Regions from separate parts of the Mus musculus genome. Here regions 1 and 3 are each linked to region 2. The links are chromatin contacts, called in public Hi-C and promoter capture Hi-C maps. All regions are on one chromosome and are shown on one strand. Each heading gives the region's core, a stretch centred on a gene start, on an enhancer-like site or on the middle of the called end of the contact. The rest is flanking DNA. Distances are from core to core; before and after follow the strand shown.

Region 1 (4,727 bases), core at 1,611-4,110, 370 kb after region 2:
TGAGATAAAGATGGTAAGAAATTATATTTTAAGGAAATAAATATATTTAATTTAAATTAAAACTTAACTTTGGTGGGCATACTAGCATCTAGCATTTAAAGATGTCCAAAGTGCTCACAAATGATGTCTACCCTTCCTACAGACTTTAAGTAACTCCAGCTTTACCTCATCTTACAAGAAGTAAGGAATTCTGCTCAGGAATGCTCTATCTGGCAAGTGCACAGAACAGCACCGGAGAGAGGGCCAGAGACAGTGGCCTCTACTCATGATGATCTAAGCCAGGGACATTCAACTTATACATAATAGTATGTAGCATTTCAATGGCACAGTATGTACACACTAAGATATACAATCAATTTATAATAAACAAAATCTCTCTCTCTCTCTCACTGCTATGAGTAAATTTACAATTTTATGTTCTGCTGCATTCAGTTGGACATTCCTGATCTCAGCTCACATCAAAAGCTATTTTAGTGATATATCTCAAGTGGTTTAGCTCACTTATTTTGACATTTTATAAAGAGACTATGAACTCCAAAAAACCACAGATTCTTGGTGTCTTCAAGAAGGCCCTGGGAAGGCCTCAGAGACCCTTTACAAGCTCTTCTAGGGCAAACCTTTGCTAGATGCAAGAACATCACTGATAAACTGCTCACGTGGAGAGCCTGCCAACAGAATCTGGCCATAGCTGTAAAGAAATCATTTGAGAAAGCCTAAAGCATAACTAAAAGGAACAGACACAGTGATGAGAATATTGGCCTGAATTAAAGTTCTAAAGTTATGATGTATGGCAGAGGCAAGGTCTTAGAAGTCTTGAGGGATGAGGTGCCTGCCTCAGAGCAGGGAGTGCCATCAAGGAACAAGGGACCAACCTTTAAAGCCCTCTAATAAAACTGATGTTATGGCAGAGCTTATGTTCTAGTTTTATCTTAAAAAAAAAAAACAGTAAAAATACACTCTGGAATCGAGTACATCTGAAACATGTTGGCATAGATATTAATTTTTAGATGTGATTTGATCACAGAGACTACCCAAGATGAACCCAACATGGCCTCTTTTCTAGTCATCAAGTTTCAAAGGCAGCTGTTTGTTGCAGTGCTTGCTTATTTTACACTCTCTAGACTTCTAGAAGTGACTGAACACATCAATTATGTACAGAGACCTGCACCTGTACTTTTGTGCTTATATGGAGTAAGGAACAGGAGTTAACTGGTCTGAAGAGGGGCTCCAGAAAGATGCAGCCGTGGGAGCCCAACACAAGCCACAATGGAGTCAACAACTTTCGTAAATGCAAACATTACCCAGTGCATCTTTCTTTTCCTCCTCACTTGTTATACCCCAACACAAGTATTAAAGGTTCAAAAGATAGCTGGCAAAAAAGAAAAACGAAATACAGTCAACTTAGCTCTAACACAAAGGTTTTGCTTTCTTTCGAAGGTGCCAAGCTCTCAGAGCTGAGGGGGCCCTCAAGTCCCACTTTTCTCTCCTTTGTTCTTTCAGCAGTACTGACATAGGACCTAGAGTCTTATGCACGCACAGTGCTCTACACTGCTACTCTGAGCTACAGCCTAGCCCTATTCTCTGAGACACTACTGACTCCTGCCTGCCTGCCTTTCTCATTTCTAACTCAACGGCCAAAGACCTTGGAGCAGTGTTTTGCTACTTAGTCCTTCTGCAGTGACAGCAATGAGTCAAGATGGATGGGTTTCTATGGTAAATGGGGATTAGAGCTAATTGAAACTTTGGGATTACAGCAATAGGAGCTAACTGTAAGAAGTAGGGCTACCCTCAAGTTCAGCTTACAGTCTTCATCCTCCAAAGAGAGTTGACCCTATACTCTTCTTGTTATGCTGTTGGCAGAAGCAACATAATGGAGACAATCCACTTACCAGACACTGTTCGACCTTGCAGCTACCACACAATGCCACACCTAATACCAACAGTCTCTCCTTTTCAACCACAAGGGCAGAGTACAGCACTTATTCTGAGATGATACACTGATTGCTGAAATTTTGCAGTTGCTCTGTCCCTTTCTAAATTGTGTTATTCAATTACATAACCCAAGTAAACCTCTCCTAATTTTATTTGCATCAGCATTCTAAGAAAACTCCAGCATTAGGAGAGCAATCCACACTAATTGACCCTTTCTCCCTCTGTGGCAATTCTGCAATTATGGAAGAACTATTTTTGTAATATTCATTCAGAGCTGCTTTCAGTGTCATGCACCTTAGATTTTTGGACATGTTACAGTTTAATTAACTAAACCACAAAACCAAGAGCAAAGGCCACGGGAACCATTGGCTGATACAGCTGGAAAAGTACAAAACTTACACCCTCTTGTACCTATGATATGAACCCAAGGACATCAAACAAATGAAACTGATGTGGACAAACTACCCACAACAGAACATAGCATAGTTACCCAAATCAGAGTACAAGAGGATATTCTGGAAACCTAAAATGGTACTCAATTCAAAGGGGATTTCAATAAAGAGATGTCACTTTGTGAGTTTTACAGAACTTTGATTATAGGCCTGTAAGTTAAAAGCCCACCCACAGGTTTGCTCAGGGACAAGCCAACTTGACTGGAGGTATGTGACTTCAGGAGGAGATGATGCCTCCCTAGAAGGGAGCTGCATTCACATTAGCTCCTACTTCCACTATGCAGTAGGGTCCAGAAGGCCTCAAGGCTTACCCTGCTTAGAACAAACAGGCTCTTGAGCCTCAAGAAATCAATCCTATGTCCTGCTATCCCCCGTCCTGACAGACAGAGTTATAAAGCCCTTCTGCCTGAGCTGTGCTGCCTGCTGCTGCCAGGCTGCACGCCTGCACGCCACTGGTGACACTGGTCATGGTCCACACCTAATAGGCTGACCTCCTTTCCCGACTAATTGCATTACATCGCCAGCTGGCTCCAGAAGGAGTCGTCTGTTTGATTGAAGAATCTGGGCTCCTCAGCGGGCCCGGCTGCTACTTTTACTAAGTAACAGTCAGGCCTGACATCCCCATTGTTCAGCTGACAGTGTGCCCATCCTAAAATCTAAGTTTTATTTGTAAATTAACCAAGAAACTTCCTGCCAGAACAGAGCTGCTTAGAGACTGATAATGTGGGCCTTTCATCCCCTTTCACTCTACTGTATCACTGCCAATTTGTTTTTCATGTGGCTGGCCAGCCTGAGGCTATAAAAGCCTTGTAAGACATAAGTGCAATTATAGTCCTGGAGTCAAATGAATTGGACAAATCCAATAGCACAGCTCTGTCCCCACTCTGCAAACCCCTACAGCAGTTAGATTAGCTGTGAAAAATCTAATCTAGCTAGAGCTAACAAATTTCTGCAGTGAAGGATCAAGAGTTCAGTATGGGGTTGCAACCGCATTGCTGGATTGAAAAAGTCCCCCCATGACAGGGGCAGAACAGAGCATGAATCACTTTAGAATTCTGCAGCTCATTTTTAAGCTGTTAGGGACAATTTAGCTGGAGTAAGTCAAGGAACCGGGGGCTGCTGTTACGTGACTGATTTTTTTGCCTGACTGTGAGACATCCTGGTAAAGAGGGTTTATCGTTAATGATGCTAAATCTTAGAGCTGCAAAAGGTTTCAGCTGCTTTTTGAATATTACAGTGGGAAATCTCCCATACAGACCAAGCCTTGGGACATTATTTATAGCAGCATTATGTCAAGAAAATAGTATAAAAACAAAATAAAAAGCCTTTCTACTTAAGTAATCCTTCAAAACAGTTTATATGTAAATCTGTCTTTAACACGTAATTGTTAATCATGAAAAATTATAGAATATAGGAATAATATGCAGAGAAACATGAAGACATTTACAAGGTACCCCATGTTTATAAAACATGTGAATACAGCCTGGGGTCTTGGTAAAGCAACTCCAGATTCTAGAATACCAGTGAGCTACCACATAGCAGAAACCTCCTTTCTATAAGCACTGCAGCCATCAGAACCCAAGCTGGCAGGCAGGCGGCTCCTTCACACCTGTGGGAACCAGCACATGGCTAGCACTCCCACTAGCTGTGAGGTTCCCAGCCCAGGGAGGCCAAGGCAGTATGCAGGGCTATGCTGGTGAAAGGCTGCTGAATTTCTGAATGCAAATTGTGCTTTATGCATCTGAGACACTTGATCACTATGGAAATTGTCTGTGACCCGAGTTCTGATGATGTCTCACATGCACTGTTGTTCATCATGTATGCAGTCCAGACATCTGTGGCTACAGTAGTGAAAAGGCAAAACGGGAGACAAAAGAAATGAAGCAGATACAGTAGGGCCCATGAGCTAAGATCAATCATCTGGCTAATGGGGCAAGGGAAAAAGAATCAATCACATCAGTGGACAATGACGAGGGCTGATGGCCAGAGAGTTCCTACCAGGTATTGGGCTAAGCAATTTTTCTGGCATTGTCTTACTTACTCGACTCAACAGTACTGTGCTATGGGCTCCATTTTCAATCTTATTTAATACAGGAAAACCAGAGGTATAAGCTGGTAAAACAATTAAGACATACACTTGAGCCTTGACTGGCCCTAGCTCTCTAACCATGCCACCACACTCCCAATGTACAGTCTTCATACTTGAGATACTGCCCTCAGTTCCTTACATCTGTGCTGTTAGAGGAGACTGAGTGTCAAATTGGAATGTAGGCTGTCCCCCATTAGCCAACAGGGAAAGCACAGTTGCTTTAGGATGCTCTGTTCATCTAGAAACTTACAGGA
Region 2 (4,685 bases), core at 268-2,767:
TTCCATTAGAAAAGTTGTTTATAAATACAGTGCTCAAAGTGCCATGCACACGAGCAGCCTATCAAAATGATCCATTTTTTATTCCTTTTAGTAAGGTAATTTCTTTGTGGACATACTCCCTGGTACCCTCCCTCCTGTTGAGGATATAGGTAAACAGGAGAAAAGACAAAAGCTGTCCTCAGTCTAGCACCTGGCTCCTAGGCAGCTGTGATAAAATACCCTGACAAAGCAAATTAAGGGGAAAAGATCCTTCTAGTTCACAGTTGAAGACTACAGCCAGGCGTGGCAAAGTAAGGCAGCAGGGGCTTGAAGCAGTGGTTACACTGTAACAGAAGACAGCAGGAACTCCTGTTACTGCCTGGCTCTCTTTCTAGGTTTATACAATCCAGGATCCCAGTTAGGGAATGGTGCCACCCACTGTGGGCAGGGCTTCCTACCTCCATAAATATAATCAAGATAACCTTCTCCAGCTGTGTCCAGAGACTAACCTAACCTGGATAGTCTCTCACAGCTGTGACCAGAGAGTTACCTTTCAATGATGCTAGAGATATTGTCAAGTTGATAGTACTAACCCTCAATTACAGCAATCGATAGTTCCTATCCCATCTCAATTTCTCCCTTGGCTTCTCATCCTCTCCTTTTCTTTCTTTCTTTTTTCCCATTTTCCTCTCTTAAGACTTTGTAGCATGGGCTATGGCCTTCCAGTGGGGGCCCACAAAGCTAGAAATAAACCTTTAGATAACTTGTCGTGATCATCAGCCTTTGATGGCTTAACTGTTCTGTTTGCTCACACCACAGAAAATCCGAAGGACCAAATCCCAAGGGGGATGTTGTCCCAGTGTAAAGAGACGAGGAGGGGGCATATGCAATAAGAGGAGGGCACAGTAGTGAGTTCAGGTGGAGACAGTGACACAGACAATGCTTTTGCCTGAAGAAGGTATAGAAATGTAGGGCTGGAGAGATGGCTCGGCGGTTAAGAGCACTGACTGCTCTTCCAAAGGTCCTGAGTTCAAATCCCAGCAGCCACATGGTGGCTCACAACCATCTGTAATGAGATCTGACTCCCTCTTCTGGAGTGTCTGAAGACAGCTACAGTGTACTCACATGTATTAAATAAATAAATTAAAGAAAAAAAAAAAGAAATGTAACGTTTTTAAAACCCCCTATCCAAAATGAACAGATTGGAGTTTTAGAACTTGTGGGTCTAAAATCTTGAAACTTTGTGTGGACCCTACCCCCTTAAGAGCACTAGAAACACAAAGGCATTATTGCACAGCGTGGTGGAGTAGGCGTGGCCGCACGCCTCTTAAGCCACCACATTACTCTTATTTTCTCCACATTTGACATCTGTTTCATCAGTAGCCACTTGCACTGATAATTAATGGTGATGAACACAGTTCTTAAGACAGTAAACCAGGGAAGGGTTTGGGGATGTAATTAGCCCTCCGCTATTTAACTAGCAACATATTCAGAACCAAATGAATGAACACCGTAATCCCTTCTCCTGTCTCTTTGATTTAGCCGCGTGGAAAACGATGCTGTAATCTGCCCTTCTACTCAGACACTAATTAAGGAAGTTACTCTTCCCTGTCTTTCATTATGTTGGAAACAAAGCAAAGCTGCTACTGGACACACCTTTAAAAACTACAGTGTGCTCAATTAATCTTCGGTGGTGGACGTGAGATGTTCCCGGCTTAGAAAGACTGGCTTGGCCTTGGAGCGGTGGTGGTAGAGGGGTTTCTTTTCCGGGTCCTTGTGGGTTTAAGGAAGACTAAGTCAAGAGAAGGGTTATATGCTGTCTGGTAGTGTTGTGAAGTAGCTTGAGGTTTCCTGCCTGGCATCCTGCCTATTTAAAGATGACTACAGTTAATCATGTGGACTCAAATAGATGAAAATTTTCTTTATCAGGAGAGAGGAAATCAGGAGCTCTGTAAATGTTTTAGGAGATAAAGATGTGTTCAGATTTGATTGTTACAGTTGCACACTTGTACCAAAATCATCACACACATCTCACAAGTGTGTATCATTTGTATTAATACAAATTTAAGACTTTAACCTTTAAAAGGCAAAAAGAAAACATTTAAAACAAGCTTTTTTGTTTTGTTTTGTTTTTAAAAACGACCTTTCTCAAGGCCAGCTTGGCCCACAAATTAAGTTCCATGAAAGCCAGGGTTGTTACACAAACCCAACCAAACGAAACCAAACCAAAAAACCCAAACAACAACAAAGACCTACCTTTCATTTCCTGAGGCAGTTACTTTTTAATAGACAAAGTTCTGAATGTATGTCCCTGCACCATGTGCATACCTGGTACCAGAAGAAGGCATTGGGTCCACTGGAGCTGGAGTTCCAGATGGTGGTGAGCAATGGTGTAGTTGCTGGGAATTGAACCCGGGTCCTCTGGGAGAGCAGCCAGCACTCCTAACCACTGAGCCACCCCTCCAGCCCCAGAAGTTAGTTTTACGAGACATTTGATGGTCTCACGCTTTTTTCCAGTTTGACTTCTAAGCAGCTCCTGGGGATTTGATGTTTTGACCTCTAAGTTAAGAGGATCCAGGCCCATTTTAAAAGGAAATGTAGAACAATTACAGCATTTAGCCGGGGCTTTTCTTGTGCCCCGGGAAATTTGTCACCAGTCCCCCTGCCAGACATGGTTTGGTGGACAGTCCTCCAGGAGCTGTAGATTGCCTTTGTCAAGATTGGCACATGGACCCCAGCGGTCTGGATGATGGGAACTTACATGGCCTGCTGCATGCTTTGAAGCCCTTCTAATCACTCAGAACGTCTGGAATTTTAAAATCCACCTCACTTAAAAAGATCACATTTTCCAATGATCCGAAGTTAACTGACTCTAAACACCAGTTTTAAAGTTCTAGAAAGGACCATGTAAAGGATGGAAGTTAATTTCCATAAGAAGACCACTAGAGGGCACAAGAGATCTTGGAAAGGAAAGGGTACTTCTCCCGCCTCCGCTGCAAGAGGATGAAAAAGAAACATATAGTTGGCAACAACTTTTATGTTGCCCTGTCCTATGTTGAGACACTGTTCTTGATGAAAGCATGATGTGACAAAGCAAGCTGTATTCTTTAGAACTAAATTGGATTCTTCCTTTTTTTTTTCAAATACACTACAGTAAAATGTATTTGTGACATTTAAAGTAGCAACTTCTTTTAATAGTATATTTTTAAGTCTAACTGGAGAGTGCAGCCTCTTTAGATAAAGAAGAAGCTTTGAGGCCAGCAGAAGGGTCTGGGACGTTTCTTGGACATGCAGGCTGCCTTTGTGCTGTTCTCGCCGAGCTGGGGTAATATTTCCCACCTGAGGATTTGCACAGTGACCTGGCTAGCAGCCTGTGTTACACACATCTCTCTGCCTCAAGGGAAGCCAGCCTGTGCCTTCCCTCTAGAATGCTGGTTATAGAGAAAGGACAAGATGTTGCAGCCATGAAGCAGTCTGCGAAACTGTCACCAAGAGGCTTGACCGGGTTGCTAAGAAGAGTTCTTGGGCTCTAGGGTGCCACCATGTACCTCCTGGCGAGGTGACATAGTGAAGGATGAATATGTTCGTCTTCCGGAAGGCTGGTTAGAGCCACCACACAGGGCATTCTTAGTTTTGCCACGCCCTAAGTTTGAAAGATACACAAATTGCCAAGTGAGTATCTTTGCCAGCCTATTGGTTGTAAGGCTTGAATTCAGCTCCATTTTTTTTGGGGGGGGGTGGGGATCTGGCATGTTTTTCAGGGTCTGATGGACACTTGAGTGCCCAAAAAGAGAACAAGTCTGTCTGGGCTAGACCTTCTGTTCTCCTAAAAGTAAAGTATTTTATAGTTGATAGCGCTGACCAGCACATGAATTCTCCACCCAAGCAGCACTCTGAATGAACATACAAAGGAATGGCTGCTTTTCAGAACTCTGTTTCTAGTCTTCTTTGTGCTGATGGAGTTATTAACCCCAGATTGGTCATCACCATGGGGATGGGATACACCCTGCAAATGGCAGGGTGGGGCGCCCAGTAAACTTGCCACCCTCGCTCACAGTGAGACGGGGCTGTCCTCTCGTCTGACCCCGGTAGGCAGTGCTCACAGCTTTAGAGTGCTGGCTCTTGGAGATTTTGCTGCATGGATGGTTCTCCTTAGCCGAGGTGTTCTTTCTGTGAGGCAGGCCTTTGTCATATGCCATTTGAGACTTTGAGGCTGATGTCATCCATTATCATTAGCGCTAAGGATGATGCAAGATCTTAAATTATCGATTACCCCAAGGAATGCATTTAGTATGTTGAGCAAGTTCCTCTATCCATTTTGGAGACGGGCTTAAGGGACAGTGTTCAGAACTCCAAGCTTTGGATGTTTGCTTCTTGTTTTTTTCCCAGGAGAGTTGCTATTAAGGTCCGATTTTGGACAGCTTTGTTATGTGCAGTGGAAGGTTCACGGCTAGGCTCAGGGCTCGCTGTCTCTCCAGATCTTTATTCCTGATTTTAATATTGAGTATTATTTGTTTTAGTTTAAGATTATGAATATGTGTTTCTTCGCCGTATGAAACATTTACAAACACACACACATATACACACTCATGAAAACTCAGAGCTACAATTTTATTAAGTACATATATAAATATACACTATATAATGATCAAATCTATGTACATCAATGTAGTTAACATCACCATCTCAAATTATTTTTTTCTTCT
Region 3 (4,785 bases), core at 561-3,060, 300 kb after region 2:
GGATCAAATTGCAAACTGCAGGCAGGGCTAGGTAAAAAAGCTATCCAAATACCTTTCATACAGAGTATTATTAATTCTAACAATAGATGCAACAGATACCAAGGGCTGCTTTAAAATAGCATTTCTGGTTGGGAGATGAATTCTCCTTTTAAAGGAGTTGACAGAAGATGAACTCTTATATTTGAGTCCCATGTCCCTATTCAGAGCTCATGGTGTACCTTGGATAGAAGTACACTCACTCATTTGGGTGCTCTGGCTCCTAGGCCTCTGTGGTCAGGGAGTGTGGCAGGCACAGGCTTTTCCCATCAACAGAGTCTATGGTCAAGCTCAGCTGCACATCTCTCTACAGTGGGGCTGTGCTGCTCTCTGGCTGTGCTGTATTATACAGTGCAGTACCTTCCTTAAAGACTGTATCCTAGGGAAGCCTGTCATATGTATGTAAAGCGCTTGGGCGCCCACGTCCCTGCTTTGATGATGTAAATGGCCACAGACAGTTTGACTGGACCCTGTGTGTAAGAAGTTCAGGGTCCATTTTTCCAGGTGGTCTGGAAGAACAGACTTCACCTCAGTCTCTGAGTGTAAGTTGGCTGGGCTGGGCTCATCTGGTTTTGACTGTGTTTGTCCTAAGAAAATAAAAAAACCACTATGAATAAGTGAAAAGTCTTTTCCTCTGTGAAAATAGGGGTGAAGCTGCACATACACCAGGAAGAATACAGCTCTGAGAGGTGCCCCTGCACAGATGAGGCTGTGAACCCCATTCTCACTGCACTGCCCTCACACTGCAGTTCAAATAGATTGCATTTCTATCTCTTTCCTTATCACTGTGAAGGGCAAGCAGAAGTTGTGAACATGACGGGATGCGGTGCTGATGTTGATCTGAAGGATAAAATCCATTTGCTTTGGTGTTCTATATTTGGTTTCTTGCCCCATATATAAAAGTTCTAATGTCTGTCCTGACAAGCTGTTGGAATTTTTACTAAATAATTAAAGAAAAAAAAAACAGGACATTCTCTAAAACAAAACAAAACAAAAAACAAAAAAACAAAATCTACCCTTCTCCAAAGTGGTCACACAAATCAAAATGCTCCTACAGTCCTAAGAACTGAATTGGTTGAACTTTATTTATACAGAGGCTAAAATATACATAGAAAATAACAGCCATCATTATTTCAATAACATTGATCATCATCAACTTTAAAAATAAAAAGTTAGGAAATATAAACATTTATCATTTCATTTTTTTCTTTTATTTTTAAGAAATGAAATGTTTTCTTAGAAGTTAAAAAAAAAAAAAAACAACAAAAACAAAACCAAAAACAAAAAAAAACAAAAAAAAAAAAAACCAAGAAACAAACCCAAAACCAAAGCCTCTGCTGAGAAACGCCGAGTCCCAGCGTCTCCAAAGGATGGGAAGAGACTGAATGGAGCTGGAAAGCATTAGCTTGCTGTGGATTCCTCCTGTTCTTTCACTGAAAAATTAGACACAATTTTAAACCGCTAGCCAGACTGGGTATGAAATCTTCATTTCCCTTGAAACAGATTTTTTTCTTGTCTTAGATAGAATGCTGGCAGAGCGTATAAAAGAATTCAATTCACAGCTGTTCTACTTTTTTTAATGTAAGAAACATTAATCAAAGCTTTAAGTTATAAGCTTTTCTCATGTTGCTCAGTATCCCAGTTCAACAAAGATCAATAGAGGCCATCCCTGTGTTTCTCTCGCCTCACCAGGAAGCAGAGGCGTGATTATGTAAATGGAGCTCTGCACCTCTGCCAGCTTGCTTATCTCCCAAGCCTTCTGCCTGCTGCTCCTGGCTTCCCAAGCAAGTGCCTGCCTCTCTCTCTTATCTCCCAACAAAGCTCCAAGAGGCACGGCCTGAAGCCAGCGATGTTAAACAATGACGCATGGCTGATTTTATTTGTAAGTGATTTATTTCACTGAATTTAATTTTTTTCACTTTGTGTGTAAGATATTTGTTAACAAGTCAGCACAGGAGAAGCAAGCCTGGTTCAGAAGCAATTAACACAGGCTAGAAATCTATTAAGCATCCTTATAGCTATGCTGAAACCAGGGAAGGTGAGGGAAGCCCCTCATTGAGATTTTCAACATGCTGTACACTAAATATTCCACTTACTGTCTGACAGGCAATTAATCTGTAACAGCACATGAAAATAATTTACCAGTAATAATTTTATTCTTTAAAAAAACCTGTAATAATCATACCAACAATTTAAGTGGCAGGACATACTTTTTTCAAATTGATAGTATTATATAGAAATAGTATGTATCTAAAAATAAGGGAATCCATGGAAAATTCCACTGACCTACTAAATGAAAGCCATTATAATTTACTTTCTAAAGGCTCCACACCAGGTGCTGCTGTGGTCAGTGGCTTGTCCACATGACACTGGTGTACGAGGCCCTCTGTAATGACAGGCCTGGGGACACTGTCCTTCCCTGTCTCTGGCAGTAATCCCTGACCCTGGTATCTCAGCAGCATAATCCCCATTTAGCATTAGAGCGACGGCTTCAACTGTGAGGAACTCTTTTCTGATAAGTATGCAGTGATTTGGGCATCGCTTTTAAACACCATATTCCCAGCTCAGCAAGAAACTCACACTCCTGAATGAACCGGAGCACATTATTGAGAAAAAGTTCATTAACCTTGCTAGATTCGAGGGTTAACAGGATAGCAGAAGAAAGGAACACAGCGAACAGCTCGGATACAAAACAAATTAAAATGAATGTCATCATTCCTTTTGAAATTCATTAGTTGATTCAGAGGGGGAACGTTCTTCTTAAATTTGCAAGCATTTATCTGTGAAAAACAGGTGTACATCTGCTACTCAATACGTCTTAAGCGGGAGGGAGGAGAATCATGTAGACACTCACCCGTTCCACTGACAGAGTAGCTGGGAGAGGGAGAAAAGACTTGAGCAGCGAAATCCTCAAATGTCATGACTTCCCGGTGGTTTTGAATTATTGCTTCCAGATACAGAGCTCGCTCTTCGTAGCTTCGGTAATTAGTTAAGGAGACAAACACACGTGCAATTTTGCATGCAGAGCAGTGGGTGATTTGTTTTAAATGCAGTTACTCAGCTTTCCCGTTCTAATGCTCATCACTTACCCTTGGAAACTCTTCAGCATTTTGCCAGAAAATTAAATATTTGTCACATATAATAGTGAGATGCTAGTTCTTAAAACCTAGGTTTCTTTCAGGTAACATCATATATAATATTACACACACACACACATATATAAATATAAAATGTTACAAAATTATAGCAAAGTGCTGATTATTATACCATCTCGAAGGCTGGCTCAAGCCAGGAGAGAGGTGGTCGAGTAGACCAACATTGGAATGGTATGGCGTGACAGCCTTCCTCTTCACTCCGGATCTAGGTAACAAGGATTCTCATCTCAATCTAAGGACACAAGGAACTGATACTTCAAGTAAGAGCTGGTGATGTAGTGGTGAGCACTTTCAACAAAGGTAAGAAAACATAACCTAGTGGGAGGAGGAGGCTAGGAGTTATATTCTGCAAGGGCAGCAGAGCCTCTAAGCAGGGTAAGTGATGAGCATTAGAAAATGAAAATGGAGATGGACGGAGATTGTAGCAAATGGTATACAGTGCAACTGCAAAAAAATAAAAAGAGAGAAACCATTGCCGTCTAATTAAAGCTGCAGTCTGGAACACACAACATTCAAATGTGTAATCAAAAACCAGTCACCAATAAAACTTACAAGCGTAACACGCTGAAGCAACTTTCCAGCTGTCTTAATAGGACCCCTGCTTGTGGCAGCCTTTCACAGGGCAGAAAGCAAATCTTCCCCTTTGTGTGAGGCTTCTGTTTCCTCTGAAGGTGAATCATGCACTTCCAATAAGAGGAGCAGTCAGAATGATCTGACAATGAATGGAGGCGCTACACATATAACTTTAGGAATTAGCACTGGGGGAAGCCAGCATGATGTCTCATTTTCCCTTCCTCATTACTGATGCAAAAGTTAAAGGATGTGTTTTGATTATTTTGAAAAATTGTGCGATTTCTTCATGAACACAAAACCCAGAGAATGTAGATTCCCCTTAGATTTTTATCTTGGGCTGCAAAGAAACATGATTCTGTATGTCTCACACTCTGTGTGTCTTAAAACAATCCTTTCACGATAAGTTGGGAGTGATTATGCCCTTCCAAGGAGTTTCTCTAGAGCTTGTTTTAAAACTGGAGCCGCTTTCCTATTTTCTTTTGGTAGAGTCTTGATACTGATCTCCAGATGCAGGTTCTCTCCCCACTCCTGTATCTTCAGGGATGGAGTCACACCAGGAGGGGACCTGAAGCTCTCTGGAGCAATGCTGACTACCTGGGAGCTACATGACTACCACAATTTCAATGTTTATTAACTGAGGTGCAAAAGGAACAGCTATGCTTCCCTGCCCCATCTGTATATTTCAAATAGTTATCAAGTCAAACTGCAGATACAGGATCTGGTGCAGGCACAAATGTAGAACGTAATGTTGGGATATGCTTCATGCTAGAATTTCCCTTAGAAACTCTTAGAAAAAATGGAGACTATGCACTGGAAGCTTTCAAAAGTGGCCCCTCTGAAGATACATGATTTTTTTCTTTGGATGGTCACAACAGTCCCAGGCCTGGGCAGTGTGAGCTAGAGCTGGCTCCTGGGCTGCAGGCTGAACTCCTGGTGACTTGCCTTAATGAACAGGCTGCCAAACTTCCTCAGTGAGAGGCGCCTGCTCAGGCCCAATTCTAGAGGGACCCACTAATGCCAT

The links. Promoter capture Hi-C pulls out the DNA fragments that hold promoters and counts their contacts. Hi-C and Micro-C count contacts between places; a contact is called where the count stands out from the background.
Region 1: a contact with region 2 is called in a Hi-C map of rod photoreceptor, with 2.1 times the contacts expected there. The contact joins two enhancer-like sites. A contact is called at or near these places in 7 of 484 Hi-C or Micro-C datasets (the HPC-7 cell line, the N1E-115 cell line, bone marrow-derived macrophages and 4 more), 4 of 115 datasets of contacts at active chromatin or transcription factors (astrocytes, differentiating embryonic stem cells, embryonic basal ganglia and 1 more) and 3 of 9 other capture datasets (embryonic stem cells, embryonic tail and embryonic trunk).
Region 3: a promoter capture Hi-C map of the HPC-7 cell line shows a contact between it and region 2. The contact joins the promoter of A930019D19Rik here to the enhancer-like site in region 2. A contact is called at or near these places in 22 of 39 promoter capture datasets (the 3T3-L1 cell line, 3T3-L1-derived adipocytes, the C10 cell line and 14 more), 3 of 15 datasets of contacts at CTCF or cohesin (large pre-B cells, pro-B cells and stem cell-derived epiblast-like cells), 63 of 484 Hi-C or Micro-C datasets (the AML12 cell line, the AtT-20 cell line, B cells and 39 more), 7 of 115 datasets of contacts at active chromatin or transcription factors (astrocytes, differentiating embryonic stem cells, embryonic basal ganglia and 3 more) and 4 of 9 other capture datasets (adipose tissue, embryonic stem cells, liver and 1 more).

What each region holds. Positions count from the first base shown.
Region 1 is chr2:146,328,026-146,332,752 of GRCm38.p6, forward strand. The region is part of intron 36 of Ralgapa2 (Ral GTPase activating protein, alpha subunit 2 (catalytic)); the gene reads right to left. Among named protein-coding and RNA genes, the nearest start is that of A930019D19Rik, 71 kb to the left of the region's middle. Within about 2 kb of position 2,861, at least 51 of the 459 cell types and tissues checked have an H3K27ac peak or open chromatin away from gene starts, as enhancers often do. A contact at or near this core is called in the N1E-115 cell line and rod photoreceptor, where this site is marked.
Region 2 is chr2:145,954,709-145,959,393 of GRCm38.p6, forward strand. The region is part of intron 6 of Cfap61 (cilia and flagella associated protein 61); the gene reads left to right. Among named protein-coding and RNA genes, the nearest start is that of Cfap61, 22 kb to the left of the region's middle. Within about 2 kb of position 1,518, at least 10 of the 459 cell types and tissues checked have an H3K27ac peak or open chromatin away from gene starts, as enhancers often do. A contact at or near this core is called in the HPC-7 cell line, the N1E-115 cell line, bone marrow-derived macrophages and 2 more, where this site is marked.
Region 3 is chr2:146,257,476-146,262,260 of GRCm38.p6, forward strand. A930019D19Rik (RIKEN cDNA A930019D19 gene) reads left to right here and starts at 1,811. Exons shown (of 4, transcript NR_040619.1): 1 at 1,811-1,918; 2 at 3,401-3,491. It overlaps Ralgapa2 (Ral GTPase activating protein, alpha subunit 2 (catalytic)), which reads right to left. Exons shown (of 41, transcript NM_001033348.3): 39 at 2,891-3,012.